Linked DNA regions of Mus musculus: region 1 is linked to region 2. The links are chromatin contacts, called in public Hi-C maps. All regions are on one chromosome and are shown on one strand. Each heading gives the region's core, a stretch centred on a gene start, on an enhancer-like site or on the middle of the called end of the contact. The rest is flanking DNA. Distances are from core to core; before and after follow the strand shown. Region 1 has its middle 14 kb from the start of 1700054K19Rik. Region 2 has its middle 5.3 kb from the start of Gm6749.

Evidence for each region. Hi-C and Micro-C count contacts between places; a contact is called where the count stands out from the background.
Region 1: a Hi-C map of cerebral cortex shows a contact between it and region 2, with 3 times the contacts expected there. The contact joins two enhancer-like sites. A contact is called at or near these places in 1 of 39 promoter capture datasets (hippocampal neurons) and 11 of 484 Hi-C or Micro-C datasets (B cells, the Ba/F3 cell line, cerebellum and 3 more).

Annotation. Positions count from the first base shown.
Region 1 is chr6:112,193,480-112,199,492 of GRCm38.p6, reverse strand. No RefSeq gene overlaps it. Among named protein-coding and RNA genes, the nearest start is that of 1700054K19Rik, 14 kb to the left of the region's middle. Within about 2 kb of position 1,817, at least 21 of the 459 cell types and tissues checked have an H3K27ac peak or open chromatin away from gene starts, as enhancers often do. A contact at or near this core is called in cerebral cortex and cortical neurons, where this site is marked.
Region 2 is chr6:108,872,531-108,878,480 of GRCm38.p6, reverse strand. No RefSeq gene overlaps it. Among named protein-coding and RNA genes, the nearest start is that of Gm6749, 5.3 kb to the left of the region's middle. Within about 2 kb of position 2,325, at least 93 of the 459 cell types and tissues checked have an H3K27ac peak or open chromatin away from gene starts, as enhancers often do. A contact at or near this core is called in cerebral cortex and cortical neurons, where this site is marked.

The sequences.
Region 1 (6,013 bases), core at 568-3,067, 3.3 Mb before region 2:
GCTCCTCTGGTCAAGTGATCAGGCATTGGCATCTATGCCTCATTAGCATTCCCTGTGGTCGTCTCTCATTCTTTGGTTGTCTGGGATGTGGTACTTTCTGGAATACAGTCCACTCGCTGTCAACACTCTGCTCCTAATGTCAACTGGGCTGGAAGATAACTCAGAAACAGCCAGTCATTAACAGGGCTGGGTTAGCGTTCTCCAGAGGAACAGGACAAATAGGTTGGACTCATATTTAATGAATATTTATTAGCTTGGTCTAGGGAGTCTAACCATGACCACTTCACACTGGGACAGGCTGGGAACTCAATATTTGGTCTATGAAGTCCATGAAGAGTCTCCGATGTTCTAATCTGGCCCTGAAGTCCCGAAGGACTCCCGGAGAGCCATTGGTCTTCAGTCTATATTGGAAGCCTGAAGCTGGGTCTGAACATCAGTGAAAGAATGTAGTAGTAACAGCAGCAGGACGGATGGACTCACCAGCAAGAGTGGAAGCAAGCAGGCATAAGCCGGAACCCTTTAGTCTGTCACAGTTGTCTCGATTGCCACTGGAAGGCAGCACCTCAGTTACTATGGGTCTTCTTACTTCAGATAACCTTATGGAGAAAATTCCTTCGTTAACATGCCCAGCAGGGCACCTTTTAGTTCCATACTCAGGTAAATTGACAACCAGGACTAACCCTCATAAGTGTGTGCATGCTACAATGTTAATGGCATGTTGGCAAATTCCTCCCCAACAGGGGCACAAAGAACCAGATCCCTGTCTATCCTTCCACCCCTAGAAATGCATAGACTTTCCAGTTGCTATGCTCTGTGTTACTCTGTTATGCTACATAACATCTCTCCGGTACACTTAGTTTTAAACTCCATCCCATTCTCCCAGAGCTGGGTTCTACCGTGTGGGTGTCCCCTGAGAGGTCTCTGTATAGGTGTGAATCACAGATATGTGCTGCTGTAGCTCTCTTTATGGATATTTCCATGACAGCTGGGCTTTCTCACTTTCCACAAGAGCTGGTGACTGGTCCCAGCGGTTCCCTGGTGGATCCTGTCTGTGGCTCTTTCTGACTTGAAGAGCATGAAGCTAAAGCCTCATTGTTCCCCTGTGACCTGACTCGGAGGCATCACTAGGATGGAAATCATTCTGTCGACATTGGGCTGGGAAATGTATTCCGCACCACTGGACTGATACCAGATGATGCCATAGATGTTTTTATAAACTCTTAGCGAAAAAGTGACAGACCATAAACTGGCTGGTGCCCTTTTAAGAAAATCCCTAACCAACAAGCAGAAAGAAAGAAAGAAAGAAAGAAAGAAAGAAAGAAAGAAAGAAAGAAAGAAAGAAAGAAAGAAAGAAAGAAAGAAAGAAAGGGAAAGAGGGAGGGAGGGAGGGAGGGAGGAAGGGAGAGGGAGGGAGGGAGAGAGAGAGAGAGAGAGAGAGAGAGAGAGAGAGAGAGAGAGAGAGAGAGAGAGCTCTACAAAAAAGAAAAAAATATTATGGGAAGGCAGTACCAGAGTTTCCCCACAATGTAGAGTTTGCTTCCTAAAGACAGGGGATTTGATATAGGCTTTTACAGAATCACATTGCTTCCGGCTTCTCTGGCTTCTCTACTAAAGCTAGCAAACGTTGGCTTGGCAGACTTCAGGAGCTCCGTAGAGTGCATTCATTTTTCCATTGAACACTCAGGAAGTGCTGCCCGAGCCACCCTGGATGAGGGGAATCAGCAGATGTGTCCTCCTGTCTCCTCAGCCTACAGCTGCCAAGTTGTAAGCAGGACACACCCAGTGTCAGAAGCTGTTTCCACGTATAGCGTCTCTCCAGCGCCCTCTACTGTCAAAGCGGCACCGCATCCGCTTCAGACTAGAACGTCACAAGGTGCGGGCAAAGCAGGGTGGATTTGCAATTGGCAGAAAAGACGTATACTACCCAGGGGCAGAGCTTTGTACTGTATTCGGGGCCATTTCTGTAGTATCTCACGGTGCGCTCAGTGGATATAACATTAACGTTAACATGATGATTGAATGAATAGATTTTTTTTTCCCAGTAGCCGGATTAGAGAGCTCAATTTCCTCAGGTTTAAAATTATCTACACAATCCCCAGCGATATTTCTTACTCCCCGAATCCCATCTTTCCACTAAAATTAAACGTAATGGAATTATCCCATTATATCTTCTCAACTCTTATACAACTGATCAATTTGATAAGAATCCATTCAAGAGTAGAGCAATTTGGTGGAAAAAAAATAATTAAAACTGTTAGAATTGATCAGGTGAGCCACTGAATGTGGGTGCTGGGGTAAGTGGGTGTTTTGCATGATAAAGAGCTTATTTATAATATTAAATGAATCAAGCAAATTACTAAATAGTTCCAATGCTGTAAAATTGTCTTACGTACACACAATCTAAGAAATGAAAAGTTCCCGTATTAAGACAGTGGGTCAAACTATCATCTCTACCACAGGGAGTTTTTGTATTGATAGTTTGGTTAGGTGATGAGGGGTGGGGAGAAATGGGAGAAGAAATTTCAAATTTCAGCCCCTTTGATCCTATTTTAAAATAATTATTTATTTTCATCCTTTAAAATTAAAAAAATATAGTGTGTTAGATACTGCTGTGACATTTTCAAACAAAGTGTGCGTTGTGGCTCTCCATTCCCTATGCCTCCACTTGATTTGCCCCCTGACCCCTCAGTATAACCCCTTCCCCAACCCTTCATTCCTCTCTTGTGTCCTTTTACCATCCCCCATCCTTCCTTATCATCTTAATCACCCTTCTCTTGGTCTTCTTTATAAAATTGTAGACTACCTCTGCCCCCAACTTGTTGGCTAGGGTCTACATATGTTCTTTGTGTTTGTGAGTTTGAGTTGAGTTTTTCTCATGAAGACCATGAGTCCACCAAACAATGGGTAGAAGAGAGGGGAACTCACAACCATCTCTCGATACTCATGATCTGAGGCTTTTCAGAACCATTACTTAACACGGCACAGCATCTATATATAGCCTCTGTAATTCTTCCATGTACCTCAGACATCTGTAGATTAATTATACACGTAATGGAGTAAGCATGCTGTGAACCAAACTGAAGTTCCCAGAGAGAAAACCCAAACCTATGCTAAGGATTTACAAGGGCTGATTAGAACATCATGATTATGGAGAGTTGTGATGTTGCAGGTCATCTTGAGATATCATGAATACCTTTAGTAACCTACCTGATGTTCCCACCAACACATTAGGGTAATATCTTGATTTATGACTTTCTTTTGTCCTGTGGGTAGAGAACGTCATGTAACTACTGTGACAGTGGAACATGTTGCTTGGGACAATCTATGGTCTCAGGCCATGCTCACTCACAAGTTCCATATTGGGTTCCATATCTATGGATTTGATCAACTCTATTGAAAATGGTTGAGGAAAAAAAATGCATCTGAGTGGAACATTTTACTGCCGTTTTTGTCTGTTTGCCATTATTCTCTAAATTATACAAATGGCAAATATTTACATAGCCTTGTCCCTGCAAGCACAGCTCTCATCCCAAAGGGAATAAGGAAGTGTTTATTATAACACATTCTTAGGCAAAGAAAACCCAGGAGAGTGGATAACTGGCTTTATGATCATGCTCATGGAATCCCCCCTTCAGTATCCTGGCATGTTTGCTCTCCCATCATACTCTTTTACCTGGGACTCCTCTCTTCATTTGCATGATTCTAGCTCCTCCCACGGGGCTGGCCATCACATCCTGAGACTAGCTTCCAACCTTCTGAACTTGTGAATTCTCATTGCTACCTTTTCCTGGGGACCAATTTCTCTTGAACAGTATTGACCACTCTAAGGCATTTTGCATCTACTTGTGACAGTTGAATTAATGCTTGTGTCCCTGACCAGGCTATAAGCTTTTGGGAGTCCACAGTGGGTTTTTCAGCAGGTGTCTGGTGTCTGCCTGTCAGATGTGTGACTGACTGAGTGAATGACACATGTTGACTAGACACACAGAGTTGACTAGAGCCTAGTTGGTTTTGTTGCATTGACTGCAGAAAGAAACAGCAGGGCTTACTGACCAATGCAGGATCCTCTGAGAGGTGTGGATCACTGCCCCATCCCACAGAAAGAACAGAACGGTAACCATGCTTCACTGGCAAATCTAGCTGAACACATCCACCTGGTGTGTGCACCTAGCGCACTCCTGTGTGGATTTAGAGCTCAGAGAAGGCTTACTCACTAATGAGCTCCAGAGCTGGAACTCTGAGCTCTAGCGTGCACCAGCTCAGCAGGCTTGGAGCCCTCTAAGCCTGCTGAGAAAGCACAGCTGGACAACAGGGCAAGAACACACTCTGGAGCCAGGGGCAGCTGTGCTGAGTCTACACCGCCATTTCCTAGATGGATGGCAAGGCACGGAATGCCATTATGTACATATCTACCTATATGCAAATATGCAAGAAGGGTCACTGTCCCACAACCATTTTAAGTCCTTTTTCTATTTTGAGTCCCATACATAAGTACAATGTGTTGACCGGCCCACCTCCTCCGGTGCACTTTGGCATCTTTCTCCTTCCCCTGCCCACCTTCCCCTCCCCCCAGCCCCTTCTTCCAGCCCAAGTTTCCAGTGGTTACTTCAGCAGAGAAATGACACCTCTTCCTAAAGTCCTTGTGGTTGCAACGACTATGTCACCATGTCAGATCTGGGTGGCAGTGTTTAATGACATGTCTCACGAGCCTATGCGTATTAATTCCTTTCTGCATTCTGTCCTGAGGTGTTCCCTGGGATTTGGGCAGTAAGCTGGGCAAGACAGTAAGTCACAGTGGGCACGAAGATGGGATGCAGAATTTAGGCATGAGAAAGCTTTTTTAAAAATTGAAAATAGATTCTTTTCTCATACAAAACAACCACACCACAGGCTCCCCTCCGTCCACACCTCCCGGCTTCTTCCCATCTCCCCTCTCTAAGATCCACTCTCCCTCTGTTACCATTCAGAAAAGAGCAGGCCTCCAAGATACAGCAACCAAACAGAACAAAACAAAACCCAATAAGATAGGGCAAAAAAAAAAATATCCCCCAAATCCCAGAAACAAAAAACCCTCACACTGAGTCTGGAGAAGGCAACCCAGCAAGAAGAAAAGAATCCCAAGAGCAGGCAAAAGATGTTGCGCCCACCTCGTCAGGCAAGGAAAAAACGCAACATAGTTGGATTCTTCTCAACAGCCTTTTTTATTCCTGGAACGCCTTGATGCTACGGGAACTCCGGAAACCCAGCAAGGACTGCTTATATACACCCCAGCACTGGGGAGAGCTATGTGTCCTCCTGGGATTGGTCAGTGTGCTGGCACTTTAATTTGTATGCACCGCTCGGGAGGGGTTGGCGCCAGATTCGGGCTAGGGCCTGCGCAGTGTTTACGGTGACAGTGTACCGGAGGCGGGCGCCATCTTTTAGGCGCCCGGCTGCCTACAAAAAGAGGTAAAGACACTCCCACATTTAGGACTTTTCCTTAAACACCAGACTAACAGTCATAGCACACATGTAGAACCTGTTGCAGACTCATGCAGGGCCCTGTGCTTGCCACTTCAGCCTCCATGAGACCGTATACACCCTGCTTCATTGACTCAGTGGGGTTCTGGTGTCCTCCACCCTCTCTGACTCCTGCCATCTTTTCTTCCTCTCTTCCAAGGGATTCCTCGAGCTCTGAAGGAGGGACACAATAGGAACCTTCAATTTAGACTCTCTTTGCATAATGTTTGGTCAAGGTAGCAGATGATGAGCTTGCTGGTGACTGGACAAGATGCCAATCTATGACTATAGCAGAATACCATTAGAAATCATTTAATCTGTCTATTTTCTTAGACCAGTCATGTTTTGTCCCCCACCCCCTAGGTCTCTGGGTTATCTGGTCTCCGGTTCCTGGACCTCCAAGCAGTGTCAGGAATGGGGTCCCCTCTTGTGGAGTGGGCCTCAGGTGTTGCTTGGCCACTCCCACAAGTTCTGTGCCACCGTTTCCACAGCACATCTGGTAGGCAGAATGGAT
Region 2 (5,950 bases), core at 1,076-3,575:
TCATGTTTCCCACCAATGGTCATGGACTCTGATCCCCTGAACTATGAGCCCTCAAACTAAGTACTTTCTTTTATAAGTTGTCTTGGTCATGGTGGTTTTTGATAGCAATAAAAAAGTAACTAAGGAGCCGGGCTTGGTGGCGCACGCCTTTAATCCCAGCACTCGGGAGGCAGAGGCAGGTGGATTTCTGAGTTCGAGGCCAGCCTGGTCTACAAAGTGAGTTCCACGACAACCAGGGCCATACAGAGAAACCCTGTCTTGGAAAAAAGAGAGAAAGAAAGAGAGAGAGAGAGAGAGAGAGAGAGAGAGGGAGGGAGGGAGGGAGGGAGGGAGGGAGGAAGGAAGGAAGGAAGGAAGGAAGGAAGGAAGGAAGGAAGAGAAAGAAAGAAAGAAAGAAAGAAAGAAAGAAAGAAAGAAAGAAAGAAAGAAAGAAAGAAAGAAAGAAGGAAGTAACTAAGGTGTAGTGTTTGCTTGTTTGTTTGTTTATACAAAGGCATAATTACATCACCATATTCCCACTTGTGTTAGGAATACCTGGTACATAATAGTACTTAGTATTTGTTGAATAACTGAGTCTGAAGTAGCAAACTACCTTTCACCTATTAATAACACATAGGCTAGGCAACAAGATAACATTAGAGAGTAAAATAAATAAATAACCATTTATGAGTACACCTAATAGATGCTTAATAGATGCTCACTGTCCACACACACAGGAGAGCGGGGAACAGCTCCCATCCTTGCTCCTGTAAGCTTAAGGCTGGAAATTCCCCTTTATCACAAAGGATGGGTTCCAAACCCCCCAGGAGTGCCTTAAATCGTAGACGGTACTACTGATCCCCATATATGCTCTTATCTTCCTATTGATACCTATGATAGTTTATCTTCTAAATTAGGAAAAGTTAGAAGAAATTAGCAGTGATAGTAAAAACAAGACAATCACAACAACGTTCTATAATAAACATAAAACTTACTACTTGCTTATTTTTAGAATTTTCCATTTAGTATTTTTGGTCTTCAATTGACCATAGGAAATTGAAAACTGGGATATGGAAACTGCAGACAACAGGGACATAACAAATAGATCTCAAGGTATGTCACACCTGGTACAGAGGAAGGGACCCCGACCCTCACATTGGGAAAGCTGCATCTTTATTGGGACTCACCGAGCCAGCTCTTTACTGCACAGGGGGGCCAGGGTCTGATCTCCAAGAGTTTCACGTGTAGTATGTTTGGAGTGTGGCCCTTAAATATGCACAGCTGACCAGTTCCCAAGTGGTGTGGCTGCTATTTCAGAAGCCACATTTGTAAGAAACAAGTTCTCCTGGGGAGACTGCCTCTTTCTACAGTTTTTCCCATGCTAATGCAACAGCTACTGAACAGCAGAGTCCATAGGGATGGAAAGCAGGTAGCCACTTTTGCAATCCTTGTTAAATCAGTCCCCGAAGGATTTGAGGGCCAGACAGGGCAATAGTCTCCCAGCAAACTCTCAGTGCTGTGATCCACTGAGGGATCTTGGACCACCTGAGAAAGGAGTGCTGTTCAGGGGGCCAGTGGGCAATAAGAAAACCAATAACAACAAAGTTTTCATGGCCTCAAGAAAAGGCTTCTAAATATAACTGTAGGTTTTTAGGCTTCTACTTTTAAATGCTATCCAACTGTGGAAAAAGGTCATTTTCTCCCATGGCCTTAAAGACATCCTGTGTTTCAGACTCCTCTGAAAGGTGGAGTCTGATTTCCTGCTGTCGGAAATGGTTTAGCAGCCACTCCCAGGGATTCATATTCAAGTCTGAGGACCACTGTCCAGTAGCAAAGCCATAAAGAGATCACAAAGGAGAACTCTGATGTAGTCTCAGAACTACGAGCTGTAGCTGAAAAGAGAGTAGATGGGAGGAGGAGGAGGAGGAGGGGGAGGGGGGAGGAGGAGGAGAGGGAGGAGGAGGAGGGGGAGGAGGGGAAGGGGGAGGGGAGGGGGAGGGGAGGGGGAGGATGAGGAGGGGAAGGGGGAGGGGAGGGGGAGGGGAGGGGGAGGGGGGAGGAGGATTTGCTAAGCATATCCATCTTTTGTCGTCCAAGCCTCTGAACATCACTGACTGAACCACCTCCCAAAACCTATGTGACAGGCTGAAAATCAGGAGACCTGGGAAGAATACTAATTTGGAGAAGAGTCTGGCTTCAGTCCCACAACTGTTGATGACGGCTCCTGTCTTCTGCTTATATAGCTCATGGAAACTGAAAACAGACAGGAAGCAGTAGGAGGGTCTAGGAAGTAGAGAAGCCGCTGGTGGTGATAGGTGACAAGAAAGAGAGGCTCAGAAAGCCCCGAGGGGAACCTCCCAATCTGGCATTGTTCTTGATTGCGTGTGGAGACAGGGGCAGCCTTCTAAGCTTTGTCTCATATCCTTGTCCAGCTGAAAACAATGTCACAAACGAAAAGGAAACCACCCACCTGAACACCGAGAAAACCCTGGTGTGCTTTCCAGAGAACGAGTCTCCGTTTCTCCTTTCCCATTCTTATTGCTGGTGCTGAACTATTGCCATCTAACTAAGCAGTGTGTGGCCCTTCCCTACACCTCAGGATTACTCTCTGGAAAATGAAAATGCTGAGCACAGGATACTGTATTAGCCAGGTCACACACATTTAAGACCTGCGACTCGACAACTAAGACCCCCACACAGATGTGATGTTCTCATTACGACCACCACCCCTCATTGCAGTCAGCACACACACCAGGACTTTAACACAAGCTTCCAAAGGACCATGAGATCATATTTTATACTATGTTTTTTTTCTTGTTTTTTTTTTTCTGAGACAGGGTCTGTGCTATATTTAAAAATACTAGATTGGTTTTGTTTTTTGTTTGTTTGGGGTTTGGGAACAGTTATTTTTTTTTCACCTCCTGGGCTGTTCTAACTCTATTTTCCGCAGGCACCACTAGAAAAAGCAAAGCAATAGTGGTCTCTTGTGGAAATGAACAGTATTTGCAACTATATTTATAACCTAACACTGAAACACAGGATGTCTTTAAGGCCATGGGAGAAAATGACCCTTTTCCACAGTTGGATAGCATTTAAAAGTAGAGGCCTAAAAACCTACAGTTATATTTAGAAGCCTTTTCTTGAGGCCATGAAAACTATGTTGTTATTGGTTTTCTTATTGCCCACTGGCCCCCTGAACAGCACTTCTCTAATTCCCAGGAACAGTCTGAGGCAAGTTCAAGAGACTCTGAGATTCCGTGATCCAGCAAGTCCCGATGGCACTGTAGAAGCAAATAGCTACATTTTCATTAAAAGCTCTTTTCATGAGGGAGCTACAAAAATTAAACCCTTTCTACCCAGAGACCCACTCAGAAGTGTTCTAGTAACCTATTGGCAACTGTTCTTCTTTGTTTGTGGCCCCGGAAGGCAAAGAGTAAGGGTACACTAGAACCAACAGGGTTGGACGAATCACAAATACCTGGTGAGTTTCTCCAAGGGATGATGTGCATGTGCCCTGCCCCATAACCTGATGGATGTTGTGGGCATTGTTTGCACTGCACCAGAACAAACTAAATCTCTGACTTATATTTCACAACTTGGGAAAGCAGATATCATTAGCGTGTTAAAATGCACTTAATGAGATTTAGCATTCACACTGTCTTCAACTCACAACTCCAGCTGCCAAAACAGATTATCAGCTTGGGAGTTTACGGGACGAGCTTCATTTTCTCACAGTTCTGGAGGCTACAAGCCCCTGGACTAGTGCATCGCCTGGTTCTGGGGAGAGTGGTTTCCCCTTTGCATCTTGGCAGCTTCCCGTTTTTAAATGACAAAGCGGCAGATGTAGGTGACTCTTCCTCAGGAAAACACGAATCCCATCATGAGGGATCCTTCTGCCTTCATTAATTTAATCAACTCCCAAAGGCCCCACATCCTAATCCCATACTCAGGCCTGAATTTCAACAGGGGAATGGGAAAGAAGGGGCCTAAATCTTCAGTCCCTAACACAGAGAGACTGCTATGCAAGCTGTGCAAAACTGTCACCAGTATTTGCCTTAAAAGGCCTCTATGTGTTACTCCATGATCAATCACATCTGATGAAAGAAATAAAAGGAAAAAGACCTTGTTTTGAGAATCCGTAGATAAAGTGGCTTTAGAACCAACGCTGGTAGCCATCAGCTGGAAGCCGAATGAATGGGAGCTGGACAGAGATTTCACAAGATGACCCTTCTGCCAGGGTGACTTCCGGGTGCCTACAACCAGTGTCCTCACGGGGGCTTCCAATGGTGTCAGCCAATGGTCTGAGTCCAAAGAATCACTCTAGAACTGTTAGCCAGACCCTGACCCAGGTCGGACCCTGGTTCTTCAGATGATAAGTACAAATTCAATATACTGTAAATAAAGACATACGCATGTAAGTTTTACTTACAGGTTCTGGGCAAGGAGGGCTTCAAGTGTATTCAGTTCTCCTGTGAACGTGGGGTGAGGCAGAAATGAAGCTGTTCCAACAGACAGGAAGTCTGGGTGTATAGAAGCAACCCTTCTCCAGGATTGCTGACAGACAGGGTTCCTTGCTTGTGTAGCAGTTTGAGAGAAGTCGTGGACGGGAAGTGGGGGGCCTGGATGCTAGGCTTAGAGCTGCCTCCACATTCTTTTCATTTTTATTGCTGAAATACGATATTTTCAGTTTCTCAGCCTCATAATAATATCAGGTATGGGTTCAGTCTCATGAAGCAGGTCCTTAATCCAACATAAAAATTGTTTTGTTACTGTGTTGATTAATTTTATGTCAACTTGACAGGAACGACAGTTGTTTGGGAAGAGGGACTCTCAGTTGAGAAAATGCCTTTATAGCATTTACCTGTGGCAAGTCTATAAGTGCATTAATGGTTGATGAAGTGGAGGGTCAGACCACAGGAGGAGCTGACACCATAGGCAGGTGGGCCAGGTAGTATAAGAAAGCAGTCTGAACAAGCCAGAAGAAGCAATCAAACAGACTGGAGAGATGGCTCAGGGGTTAAGAACATTGACTGTTCTTTTGAAGGTCCTGAGTTCAAATTCCAGCAACTAACTATATGGTGGCTCACAAACATCCATAATGAGATCTGGCACCCCCTTCTGGTGTGTCTGAAGACAGCTACTTAGATGTAATAATTAATAAACCTTTAGGCTGGAGCGAACAGGGCTGGGGCAAGCAGAGGTCCTGAATTCAAATTCCCAGCAACCACATGATGGCTCACAACCATTAGTACAGCTACAGTGTACCCATATACATTAGATAGATAGATAAATAAATAAATAAATAAATAAATATTTTAAAAAAAAGAAAAGAAGATGAAGAAGAAGAAGAAGCAATCAAACCAGCAATACTCCTCCATGGGCTGTCCTTCAGTTCTTGTCTCCTGGTTTCTGCCTTGAGTTTCTGCCATGACTCCTCCCAGTGATGAAATGCGACCTGATAGTTGTAAGCTGAAATAAGTCCGTTCCTCCCCCGGGATCTTTTGATCATGGTGTTTTGTCACATCAGTAGAAGCCCTTACTTAGGGCAGTTACTGCCATAACATTTGTGCTACTATTGCATCGTGGGCATATTGTATTAGAGCTCTCAGGGTGTGGATCCACGTCTGCTGGGCACTGCCTCTTGGGGAGACCAAATGCAAGGAGTTTGACTGAATTTATTCCACGCCACCACCTAGGATGGTGCCAGATTGTAGGAAGCACCAAGACACCGCTCTGGGGGTGGGAAAGCACAGTCTGAGATTCAGGAAGCTGGAGCTGGTTCAGGGGTTCCCCGAGGCGTGTGACAAGGCCGGGCTGTGGGGTTCTCAGACTCTTGGACGTCCAGATACTACTGGGAATCATGGAAGAGCTGAGAACAGAGTTGGGGGAGAGGGAAGCCCATGAGCTGGGGCCAGCATCTAGACTGGGCAGGAGAAAGGGGAGCTCCAGCTTGTCCCAGCAGTGATTGTCC